Linked DNA regions of Rattus norvegicus: all the other regions are linked to region 4. Evidence: chromatin contacts called from public Hi-C data. All regions are on one chromosome and are shown on one strand. The core of a region is the stretch at or near the end of the contact, and the rest is flanking DNA. Distances in the headings are between cores, read along the strand shown.

The links. A called contact is a pair of places that touch in the nucleus more often than the background predicts.
Region 1: a Hi-C map of psoas muscle shows a contact between it and region 4, with 2.5 times the contacts expected there. The contact joins two enhancer-like sites. A contact is called at or near these places in 1 of 12 Hi-C or Micro-C datasets (psoas muscle) and 1 of 1 datasets of contacts at active chromatin or transcription factors (oligodendrocytes).
Region 2: a Hi-C map of liver shows a contact between it and region 4, with 4 times the contacts expected there. The contact joins two enhancer-like sites. A contact is called at or near these places in 7 of 12 Hi-C or Micro-C datasets (the Rat2 cell line, hepatocytes, kidney and 4 more).
Region 3: a Hi-C map of Schwann cells shows a contact between it and region 4, with 9 times the contacts expected there. The contact joins two enhancer-like sites. A contact is called at or near these places in 7 of 12 Hi-C or Micro-C datasets (the A7r5 cell line, the Rat2 cell line, Schwann cells and 4 more) and 1 of 1 datasets of contacts at active chromatin or transcription factors (oligodendrocytes).

Annotation. Positions count from the first base shown.
Region 1 is chr1:52,887,697-52,890,500 of GRCr8, reverse strand. The region is part of intron 2 of LOC120100098 (a long non-coding RNA gene); the gene reads left to right. Among named protein-coding and RNA genes, the nearest start is that of Cahm, 46 kb to the left of the region's middle. Within about 2 kb of position 1,545, at least 2 of the 93 cell types and tissues checked have an H3K27ac peak or open chromatin away from gene starts, as enhancers often do.
Region 2 is chr1:52,916,756-52,919,455 of GRCr8, reverse strand. No RefSeq gene overlaps it. Among named protein-coding and RNA genes, the nearest start is that of Cahm, 17 kb to the left of the region's middle. Within about 2 kb of position 1,380, at least 64 of the 93 cell types and tissues checked have an H3K27ac peak or open chromatin away from gene starts, as enhancers often do. A contact at or near this core is called in kidney and liver, where this site is marked.
Region 3 is chr1:52,523,081-52,525,972 of GRCr8, reverse strand. The region is part of intron 2 of Pacrg (parkin coregulated); the gene reads right to left. Among named protein-coding and RNA genes, the nearest start is that of Pacrg, 94 kb to the right of the region's middle. Within about 2 kb of position 1,337, at least 57 of the 93 cell types and tissues checked have an H3K27ac peak or open chromatin away from gene starts, as enhancers often do. A contact at or near this core is called in the A7r5 cell line and Schwann cells, where this site is marked.
Region 4 is chr1:52,754,919-52,757,821 of GRCr8, reverse strand. All of the region lies in intron 4 of Pacrg (parkin coregulated), which reads right to left. Among named protein-coding and RNA genes, the nearest start is that of Cahm, 180 kb to the left of the region's middle. Within about 2 kb of position 1,426, at least 40 of the 93 cell types and tissues checked have an H3K27ac peak or open chromatin away from gene starts, as enhancers often do. A contact at or near this core is called in the A7r5 cell line, Schwann cells, kidney and 1 more, where this site is marked.

The DNA.
Region 1 (2,804 bases), core at 296-2,795, 130 kb before region 4:
GCTTAGAATCCATGCAGGTATTGTAGAGGGAGTATTACCCAGTGAAGGCGTATTAAATGAAGTGTTCACCTCACCAAGGACGTGCGTCTGTCACATTCTCTAAATGGAACAGTTTCTCCTCCACTACTGCTCTCCAGAGTTTTCAGCCAACATTTTCTGAGTTCCTGTGGTGAACCAGGCCCACACTCTGGAGGCAGCTTAGTCCCAGGATCTACCTCCCTTCTTGTCTCCCAAGGGTCCACTTGTCTCTGCTCTGAGGCACTCACTCAGAATATAATATCCCATGACAGGGTATCTTTCCATGTGCACACCAAAACAGCGCTGGCCTCCGTGTGCTGAGTTCCTTTCTCAAGCCACTGACATGGTGCCATCTAGGCACAGGTTGAGGGGGACTGCTGTGGGCCCAGGGTGACCTGCTTCTTTATTTGTAAGCTCTGAATATGTTCTCCCCACCTCATCTCTGTTTGAACTGCATGCCTGGTGGGAGCAATGTACTGACTGCAGTCTTTTGTGTTTCCACTCTGAACTCATTTTCTTTCCGATAACAAAGTTAAAGAAACGACCCAAACTTGGGAAGGGGTTTCAACTGCATTTTAGAAGAGAGTACTCATTCTGACTTCATAGATTCTCTCTTTTAAAAAAAATTTACAACCAGGTACAGCCTTAGACGTCCAGGGCCCAGTCCCTTTTCTTTATGGATTGTGGGACCAAGGTACACAGGGGTTGGTGGCTACACCACTGTGTTACTACAGCACACATCGTGTGCTTTTTCTTGGCTTCGTTTTAGTGAGTTAGACTGTCTTTTCTTTCTCAAACATTACTTTTTATTTGAATAAAAAACATACGTGTAAAAGAATGACAGCAGTTTATTCTGCTACCCTGATCACATCTGGGTAGACTGTTGTTTGCAACCAAACAAGCCATTTCGGGCCCCGGCATGTTGACCCTACTTCTTATGTCTCCCTGTTGGGCCCTGGCAGCTCACGGTGGCTAGTCGACCTCTGAACGCTACAGAGTCCAAGTGTTCCTTTGCAATCATTGGTGGTGCTCGCACAGGTGGGAACCCCTCTCCTGACGTTTGCTCCGTTCTCTCAGGAAGTTTTCCTTCTGATCAAATCAACTCTACATCTTTCTTTTTTTACCCTCCTATACGCATCCCCCCTCCACCCAGACCTTTAAGTAGGTTTGGCCTGAAGACAGGACTTCGCCCTCTCTTGTATCCCATCCCACCTTTATTCTGGGCCCTTGACCTTCCTCATTTTAATTATTTATTTCTACTTCCATAGAGGCTCTGTTACCAAATGAGCCCATTGGGCCACCTTCCAGTTGTTTCCCACAGTCCTCTAACTCTAGTGTTGCCCTCTGGCTTCATGGGGGCATACCTGTGGTCAGGAATCTGCTGTTCCCCAAATAGGGAGAGTGTGGGAGGGGTTACTTGTCCCTGTTATGTTCAGTTCTACCAGTTGGGAATGATCCCTAACTTCCCTGGGACAAATTCCGTCCCCTGTAGCAGCGCAGGGTACATCTAATCCCTGCTAGTATTTTAAGACCATGATCCCATCTCTCCCTCGTGGCTCTTCCCCCTCTCCTTAGGTACTCTTTTAAAGGATAGGTATAAATGTGTACGAGTGTGGCCATGTGTCTGCCTCGTGCACAGACAAGTAGGCATTTTCTTCCCTTTGCTGGACCATTCTATTTTCATCCAGTGGTTTTGTTTAGCAACACCATCATGTCCTGGGTTGTCAGTCAATCAAATCCTCCATCTATATCTGCCCACCTCACACGAGGTGTTGTGAGCCCGCTCTCTATTATTCACTACTTAAGTCATTTATCTATTATTGAACCCCGGTGAACTCAGATTCCTACTCAGCTTCCATTTTTCCAGTTGATTCATGGAATCTTCTTGGATCTCAGTATTCTCCTTCAATATTTTATTACGCACAAAGCTAGTACATTAATAATTATGTCAAAAGCATAGGTAAGAGATTCAATGGGGTTATGGGTTGCTAACCTTCAGGAACTGTATACATGTGTTGGGGCTGCACTAATTAGGAAAAAAAAATGGTGGCTGCTGAGAGACAGCTTTTTCCTGGTGGGACCAGGAAGCTTCAAGTACTGAGAAGGGTAGGGGGCAGCTGGTTCAGGGACGAGAAGGAGCATGAACTGAATCATGCAGCCCTGCAAAAAGGAGCATGCATACACGTGCGTCTCCCAGTTCTGTCCACTGAGAACAGAGAAGTACCACATACATCCTAGCTCCACAGGTTAGATTCCAAACCCAGTTCTCCACCGCACTTTCGCTAAATGGCTTTCTAGAGCTGGATCAAGGGAAATGTAAGTCTAACTTGTATTAGCAAGAGGAAAGAAGTACTCAGATTTTACTTAAGAAGTAGGGCTTGTCAAAGGGACTCAAGCTCCAACTTAGAATGCACCCCGACTTCCCCCCATCCATGGGCCAAAGCTGTGTAAGAGTGAGCAAAGAAAAGGAAGTGAAATCCTACCGTTTTGTAAACCCAAGGTGTAACATGAATATGCGTAAGTGTGAAGGAACAGAATAAATGACTGAATGTATAAATGAGTGAGCGTGAGAGGGCAGGGTGTCTTCAATGAAAAACCCTTCTATTATTTATATGATAGACCTCCGTCCAACACACAGAGCAAGACTTTGCCACCTCACCCCTGTCCCTGAGGCCAGTGGACCTACTGCCTTTCTCCCTAAGTACAGAAAGTTGAGGGCCTCCTGGTACATACTCCCTCAGCCAGTGATCAAAGCGAATGGCATCAGTAATAAATCTCTCAGGTGG
Region 2 (2,700 bases), core at 131-2,630, 160 kb before region 4:
TCCGTAAACCTCCTCCTGACTTAAGGTGATTGGAGCTAGTTTTCCTCAGCTTATTGGGGCAAGTTACCAGTTTACCAACTTTGCCCAGATGGTTCCCTTGGGCCTCTGACTTTGGCATCAGTGCCCTACACACACACACACACACACACACACACACACACACACACACACACACACGCACGCACCCTGAGAACTGACTTGACAATCCCATCTTCATAGTACACAGCCTGTTAACATGCTGTAAATGATCTGGGTTGCCTCAGGCCTTCCTCCTATACGGCCACAGCTGGCGATGGTCTCCAGGGGAGCCTCGCTGCTATGCTAGAGTAGCAAGACCTCCCCAAACACACACACAAGGCAAACCACCCACCTTCCTTTTAATTTTCAGTGAACTTCTGTCTCATTAAAGGTTTCTTGAAGTAAGTAGTGAACAGGGGCAGATTGGAAGCTTTTGTGAAATTTTGCACCTTTCCTCCAATGTTCCCTTATAATGGAATTTAACTAATAATATTTGCACACTTTTGTTTAAAGCAACATAATTGCAAATCCCAGTATTTCCAAAACGTGAAATAGGATGGAAGTGATTTTCTATTGTTAATTACTCAGGATCTGGTTGCTGTATAGTGTGTGCTCTAAGCAGGATGCTTTCTAGGACCCATAATCCACTTGGTTTATCTCAATCACTGTAAGGCATTACAAGGCTCTGACTTAAAATTCCTACCTGGTTAAAGCCACCCCTTTTAACAGAGGAGAACTTTTTTCCCCTGGGGCTGCTTATTTCCATGCCGCCCTTCTCTTCCTTTCTGGTGAAAACTATCCTGGCCAATCCATCCTTTTCTGCCCCAGTATTCACTTCCGGGCTCTAAGACCATTGGTCATCCTTCCAGGGAGACAGTGCTTTGGAAAGAGAAAGAAGACTGTTTTAGTTTCCGCTCTTGAGCTCTCTCCCTTGCCCTGTGCACTCCAGACCTCCCTCAAATAAAAGCCAGGGGTTCTGACTCCACGCGGAGTCTTTAAAAATAGTTTTTAAAAGCTTCATAGGGTGTGTGGGTGTGTGTCAAGGTAGCTGTTTGTGTGCAGACTTTCTCTTGGGATTCTGGGTTCTGTCCACGGGACATTTATGGAGGCTTTTCAACCTGCGGTGCAGTGAGTGTCGATGTATTGTTTATGACGCACAGGCTGATTTTGCGCACATTTTCCCCGACAAAACCATATTCTGTTCCCTTTCTTGCCTTGCATATCAGTGTAGATCCCAAATCTTCATACTTCACTTCTGTGGGTGGCAAAGGAGAAGGCAGCCGCCAGCGCAGGGGAGAGGGCAAAGCAAATCAGTCTGTTAAGAAAGTGCGGGACAGAACAAAGAGCACACATCCTTTGCCAACTGTCTTTGGAAACAGGCTCAGTCCGCTCATGCGCAGGAAGAAGGCAGGCCCGGGATAGTGTGGGCTGGAACAGGCAGAATGACCCCCGGGGATCACGGGTTTGTTGGAGTTTCCAGCACCTTTCATCCTTTGTCCGCACTTCTGATTCACATGCATATTACCCTGACCAACTCCACACTAAATTTTCTTTCTCTCCCCCCCCCCCACTCTCTGGAAGGTGGTGGGAGCTTCTAAATATTTATGAAGCGTTCCAGTCTCTGGTGCTCTTGTGGTGCTAATGAATGCGTGCCTGCGCACAGGGACCCGAAACCGGGCAAAGGGACTGCCACACAGCTCCTGGCCTCGCAGTTCCCAGGCCCGGAAGAAAGCCGGGAGGATGAAGGGAGGAGAAGCTGTTGCCAGGAGAGAAACAAACGGTCGGGCCACACAAAAGAAAGAACAGAGTTCCGTCTTTGCCCACTGGAGCGCTCTGGAGTGGGTAGGAATTTGTGTGAGGCCGGGGAGTAACTCGCCCCGATTCCCAAGTCGGAAATGAAGAGTTTCCTAGGAGACAAAGAACCTACCCGCATTTTCTTTTTAAGCTCCACTTTCTCCAGTTAGAGTCTGGACTGCTTGCAGAAGGTGTTAGGGTCCTTTAGGCTCTCCTTTCATTAGAACTAAATTCCACCTTAAAGTGAACTCTCCCTAAATACGTTTGCATGAAAGTATCTCTAATTCTAGCTTGGAATGTAAATCACCTGTAGTAAAAGGTGGTCTGTGTGGCATCGTAATAGAAAGAATGATGTAATCACACTTCAGAAATGAACCGGGGACATCGGAATGGCCCGAACATCAAACACCAGAAAGAGTCATCTTCTGCTCTTTTAATCCTCTGCCTTCTCCAGACACCCGGAGCTGAGGGCTCCCTCAGTGTCACTCACAGTCTGCTGGCCGCGAGTCCATTGAAGTCATCTATACAATTTATTTTCCTTTGGAGAGCTCAATATACAAAAAGATTAAAGTTTTGTTACTTTAAAACACTCATTCTGGATGCAAGGAATAAATAACCTTCGCTCCCCTCATCTATCTTCTTAGGATGTTAAAAAAAAAAATCCTACCTCAGACCTGGCCATGTCCCAAACTTTTGCTCTTGTCAACGGGAGGCAAAGCCATAACTGAACCATTAACTTCCTGCTGAACACATGAGGTGCCCTGCACAGCTCTGTGACACCCTGTAAATTAGTTGTAGAGCATTAAGACTTCAGAACAGTCTCCAGTATCCCACCCTGCCCCAACACACAAATCTGGCTACTTGACTCCTAATTATTCCCCATATGAG
Region 3 (2,892 bases), core at 88-2,587, 230 kb after region 4:
CTCTCTAGTGAGGACCTTGGAAATTGGAATTCCCTGTCTTCCTCAAGGCAGCTATTGAGCCCAGGAAGATCTCTTTTTCCCTGCCCTTTATGGAGCCTCACATGACAGGAAGGAAGGAGAGCAATACAGGAACTCTGACGAGTGAGTGAGTGAGCACATGGTTTTGTTAAGTTTCCTAGTTTACTGCCTCTTGGAGCACACTAAATGTCTGTAAACTACACAGATTTCCCATTTCCCATGGACACCTATGTCACAAAGTTCTCGATTGTCATTTCTTCATTGCTACTGTGGCCTCAGTCCTGTTCTTTGTGACGGGTTAGGAGAAGATAACATCTCTTCATCCTGTAGCATCCTTGGGTATTATACTCCAGGGTTACAGCCAGCATTCTCAGAATACTCAGACTTAAGGCATATCAGCGCAGTTATTATATATCGCTCTGGACATTTAAATTAACAGTTGATGCTTTCCAGTAACTTTTTATAAAGTACTGGGTCGCCAGATAATAACAAGAATATGTACACATTTATTTTTAAAGAACCTTCTGTCGAGTTGCATACAAGGCAGGCTGTGATATGATGGTCAGAAAAGACAGGAATGGGGCAGGCTGTATAGTTGATTCCTCCGACAAAGTGTGGGCAATGAGCATATTTTATATTTAGATTTGGTTTATTGAGGGGACCCTAAACTTTTTTTTTTTAAGTGCACATGAATCGTCTGGAGAAATCAGCGTCTAAAGTGATTAATTAGACCTTATTTTGTCCTGAACAGATTTACTAAGCATTTTTCAAATAGCCACAATGTTTGTAATTACCAGAATCACACCTCCATTGGCCAGCCTTGGTTACTTCATGCATGAACAACAATCTGATTGAGCACTCTTGTTAGGGTTTCATTCTGCGTTGTAATTAGCCATAATCATAGCCTTCCTGGGTGCATGAGAATGTGCAAGCAAGTATTCACGGACTCGGCCCATTTGAATATGAATCTTCTCAGTGAGGAGCAATAAAGCAGGAGAAACAAAACAGTTTCTCTAGGGAATCCAGTGAAGCATCTCTCCTCTGATTCTGCCCCCTTCAAAATGTTCTCCCTCCAGTCTCTGGATTCTATTTGCTAAAACAAGGGTGGCTTAATGAAGACAATGGCCTATTATCCCTTAAGTGACACAGGAGGGCCTAAGTATTACAGGCTTAGTTCTTTCAGTCTTTGCCAAGGACACAAGGAACAAAAGAACAAGCAATTGTGTGTGGGGAAGAGAATTCGGTCCAGGCTCCACTAGGGGACCACTCCAAATGAGATGGGGCCATGCTATTCTTACGCTCTGAGGAGGCTGGTGCATGCTGGCTTTCTTCTCTTTCTTCCCCTCTTCACCCCCTGCAAATGACTCAGGCATTACAGAAAAAGGCTCCAAGCAGCAGGGATTGAAAACAAAGGCTTAGTGGAGGAGGGGTGACATTTCTGATCCCATCCCAAGCACATTCAGAGTGAGCCACCTACTGGCAACTCCTCTCTTCCTTTTTTTTTTTTTCACGCTCTAATCCCCTCAACTCTTAAGGAAAGACCTGGGTAAACAGAGTAGGATCAGGCCACAAGTGTTTTTAGCCAAGAATGGAGGAATAAAATTCACAGGGAAAGCTTTCACAGCAGTATGGAGTCTTTGAGAGAAAACACAGTTTGGACCAGTTGAAGTATGACAAAATGTCAAACATGAAGGGTTGTTTAAAAGGCTGTGTGCACTGCACAGAAAATGAAAGATGACTCAAGTCTACTGAAAGATATCGACTGATAGATTCATGAAGATAAGTCAACTAATTGTTTAAACAGTTAAAACACACAAAATGGTTTTGTCCTTGAATAACTTTCAGTTCTTCAATGTATTCGTTTTTTGTAGTGTTTTGTTTACTTGTTTGTTTTTTGTTTCTGAGACATTCTATGCCACTAATAAAATATCTGAATTCTTTGTTGGCATTGTACCATGGGAAGGCTCAAGGGCTGTGATGTGACCCTAATCATTTTCTGACCACCTTACAGGTTTAGGATCTGCATCATCTTGACAAAGTGAGTCCTCGTAAGGCAACATGAAGCAATCAGCTACTGGAATTTCAACTTGTGGTCTCATGTGCATGCTCTATGCATGTATAACCATAGTTTAAGGGCTGAGTAAGCCTGTGACCATTCTTGGTATAGTATGGCAAACATTTTGGGGTTATTAGAAGTAGCCAAAGGCACTTCATAGAAGAGATCTGAGGCGGAAGTTGGACATCATGAGGAAAGGGGCCATGACAGGCACTATAACTGACGCTGAATCATGTCTTCTACCAGGGGAACACTATGAACCTGGTAAGTCCTCAGAGCCAGGGCCACACTCTCCTAAGAAGGGAGTCAGTGTGCTGAGGTGCTGGGGTCATCTTACCAACTGGGCAGCTGTGAGCATTTTCACAGATCTCTCATCATAAGCTGCATTCTCACTAACATGAGGACTTCTTCAGAACATGTCCTGATGGTCTCTCTAGTGGGGTTCTTAGCGTTTTTGTAGGCTGTTTTCTTGTTTAAGGCCACTTCATCGTTTTCATAGAATATTATGACAAACCTACTATACTTAAATTACTCTGAAAAGCACAAGAAGAATCTCCATGACTATTGACATTAAACTGAAGTCTGGCAGAGGCCACCATTCCTTATAATGTCTTCTTTGAAACAACATATTTTTATGTCATGTGCATTGGTGTTTTGCCTGTATGTACGTCTGTATGTGTGCATGCATGCATGTATGTCTGATATAAGGGTGTCAAATCCCCAGGAATTGGAGTTATAGATAGTTGTGAGGTACCATGTGGGTGCAGGAAATAGAGCCTGGGTCCTGTGGAAGAACAGCCAGGGCTCTTTACCCCTGA
Region 4 (2,903 bases), core at 177-2,676:
GCCAGAAAGAAAGCTCTGTTTTTTTCTCTCGTCCTCCCATTACATTCATTGCTTTTGTCACTGTCAAGTGACCTGAAAGGGGCTTCCTCCCTCTTGTGAAGAAGAGAACAGAAGTGCATCCTATTTCAGATTAGTTCTGAACCTTTTCACCTTCGAAGAACCATAAGCATGCTATTACGGACGAGGCATTGAGTGCAGACGGTAGGCAGCATCCTCTGCTGCAGAACCAGGGTGCCGCGAGACCCTGGGAAACTCCACCTCTTCTAACTTAGCTCTACGGCTGAGGCAGAAACAGACATAGAGCAGAGAGGGTCTGCGTTGGAAGGTGATGCAAACTGCTCTCGTGTGCCTGCTCTGAGCTAGCCTCAGCCGATGCTAAGGCAACTGTGTGTCCTCAGTGTTAGGGGTCAGCTTCTCCCCCATCTTTGAGATACTCCACGGCCAGCACCACATTTTAATGCCATGTTTGTCAATCATATGCCATGCCATTTCATCAACTATATTCCTTGATATCAAATAGATTCTTGATACAACCGCCAACATATTCTAGCTTGCTTTAAAATATTATGGCTGATATCAAAATTTTAATCTTTTAGGCATTGAAGTCAAACGAAGTACGTTGTATTGCTGGTAGTTGGTGCAAAAATCTCCATGAGTTTACTTCACAGAAAAGTCAGCCTAAACTTTTCTGAGGCTTTGGCAAGGTGAGGTTCTTTGCTGTCCACTTTACTTGGTGAGCATTGGAGTTAGGAGGTAAATTATAATGCAAAGAGGAATCTCTCTTAAGTGTGGGCTACAAGTGAGAAGGAACAGGAGGTTGGGGGAGGAACAGAAAGGTTCAGGTGTGTGTAGCCTGCAGCCCATGAGTCACAGGTATCCCAGGATAGTGTGAATGTGGCCAACACATTTGTAAACGACAACCTCATATTGGGAAGTCAAAAGGTTGACTGCCCCCGAACTGGTTTAGTATGGCACAAATCAACAACAACAAGGACAACAAACAACAACAACAACGACAGCGACAACGACAGTCAGCAGCAGCAGCAGCAGCAGCAGCAGCAGCAGCAGCAGCAGCAGCAGCAGCAACTGACTTGAGAAAACTGGAAGAAATCCAGAGGCGTGGGAGGTTTGTGAGATCCCGTGACTGGAGAACGAACGCCATCGGTGTGAGATGGGGAACACAAGGACAGGCGCGGGGGAGACTAGCCACCGCCAGTGGAGATCTTAATCCTTGTGCAGCTGTTTTCTAGGTTATCGGGAACAAGCATAAATTAGCAAAGAAGATGAGCTAGCCTTGGGCCTCAGATTCCAGGACAAGATAGAGTTTAAGGTCTGTCCTTGGAGGGGAAAGGTCTGTGCTAATCCCTGCGGGTCAACCCGCCGAGGATGGAAGATCGCCATCTACTGGTTTCAGAGAAAACTGCAGGCACATGACCCTTGGTCTGGGGTTAAAAAAAAAAAGGTCTGACTGGGAATTGTCCTTTCAGGTCAGCTATTCACCGCTGACTAAGTGGTTGGGAAATCAAAAATGAAAAGAGCTACTCTGAGCCCTTGGCGCTCGACAGTGTGAGGCTGACAAGGCACAGATGATGTCAGCGAATTGTGTAGCGCGCTCTACCTGGGAGAAGCCTGAGGAAAAGGTGAGCAGTCCCAGCCCCGAAGCCTCTTTGTGATGAAGTCTCCTGATTTGCACAGCCATCCCCAGAAGCTCTCCTTTGACGCTTAGCCCAGCTGGCCTGGCTCTCTGGCTTACAACTGGGCCACCCGCACTGTCCTAAGCACTGCTTTCCTGTCCTGAGCCGCCGGCGCCCCTCCTCCACTCTCCTATTTGACCCTTAAACCTTGACTTCTGATCCTTGAGGTTGAAGCTACAGAAACAAAGTGATGCCATAGGTTGGGCTCAAGTTTTTATAAAGGGGGTGTAGACACAGAGACTGGGGGCAGGGACAGACGTATGGGGACACAAGAAGAAGGTCATCTGCAAGCCCAGGAAAGGCCTCAGAAGAAGCTAACCTGATCTTGGGCTCCCAGACCTCCAGGAATGTGCACTTTGTTGTTGGCATTCCATTACCAATGCCCTGTCAAACACAAAGCTTACAGGGCAGTTATTTAAGGCTTCTTCCCACACAGCCTGCCCAACTGCTTACCTCCTCTGAACTCCTTGCCAGATCCCCAGGCACATTCTAGAAACGTCCTTTTACCACCACCCCCACCTGCCAGTTCCCTAATCTCGGATAATCAAAACCGGTGACCATGTGATCATTTCTGCTTCCAAGGCTGGGGCCAGGCTGCCTCATGGAGCAGGGTTCATAGCTGCGGGAACTGCAGCCAATTCTGTGTACCCCAAGACTTTCCCTGCCTCTGTCCAGCTCCAGGGTTATTCCATACCTGCTCAGCTCATTGCAAACTACCTCATGCATGTATCATTTCTGCTTGCCTCCCCGGTGCAACCTGAACCTTGACCTTATTTGGAGACTGTGACATTGGCTTCTTCCCTTACAAAGGTAACTCTCTCTTTGGCATCTGAAACTCTGTTTTCTATCCTAGGAACTGATTCCCAAATATGTGATTCCGGGGGTGTGGTTCAGAGACAGAGCACTGCCAAGCCAGCCTCAGCACCAGAAAAAACAAACAAACAAACAAACAAAAAAAATCATATTAAAAGTGAACCTATACAGTGTAATTAGCTTCATCATAATACAGTCTAAAATCCAGTGTATTCAATGCACACAGGGTTTATTAATTAAGAAAACCCACAGAATAACATTTTATTCAAACCAGTGCTACTTCTCATGATTTTTGGCTAGGAGAAGGCTCAGTAGAGCACATAGAGAAGAATTAATATCTAATAAAAAAAATCAGGACCATTCAGGGACTCTTCTGTGTTACCAAGCACAGAAGCA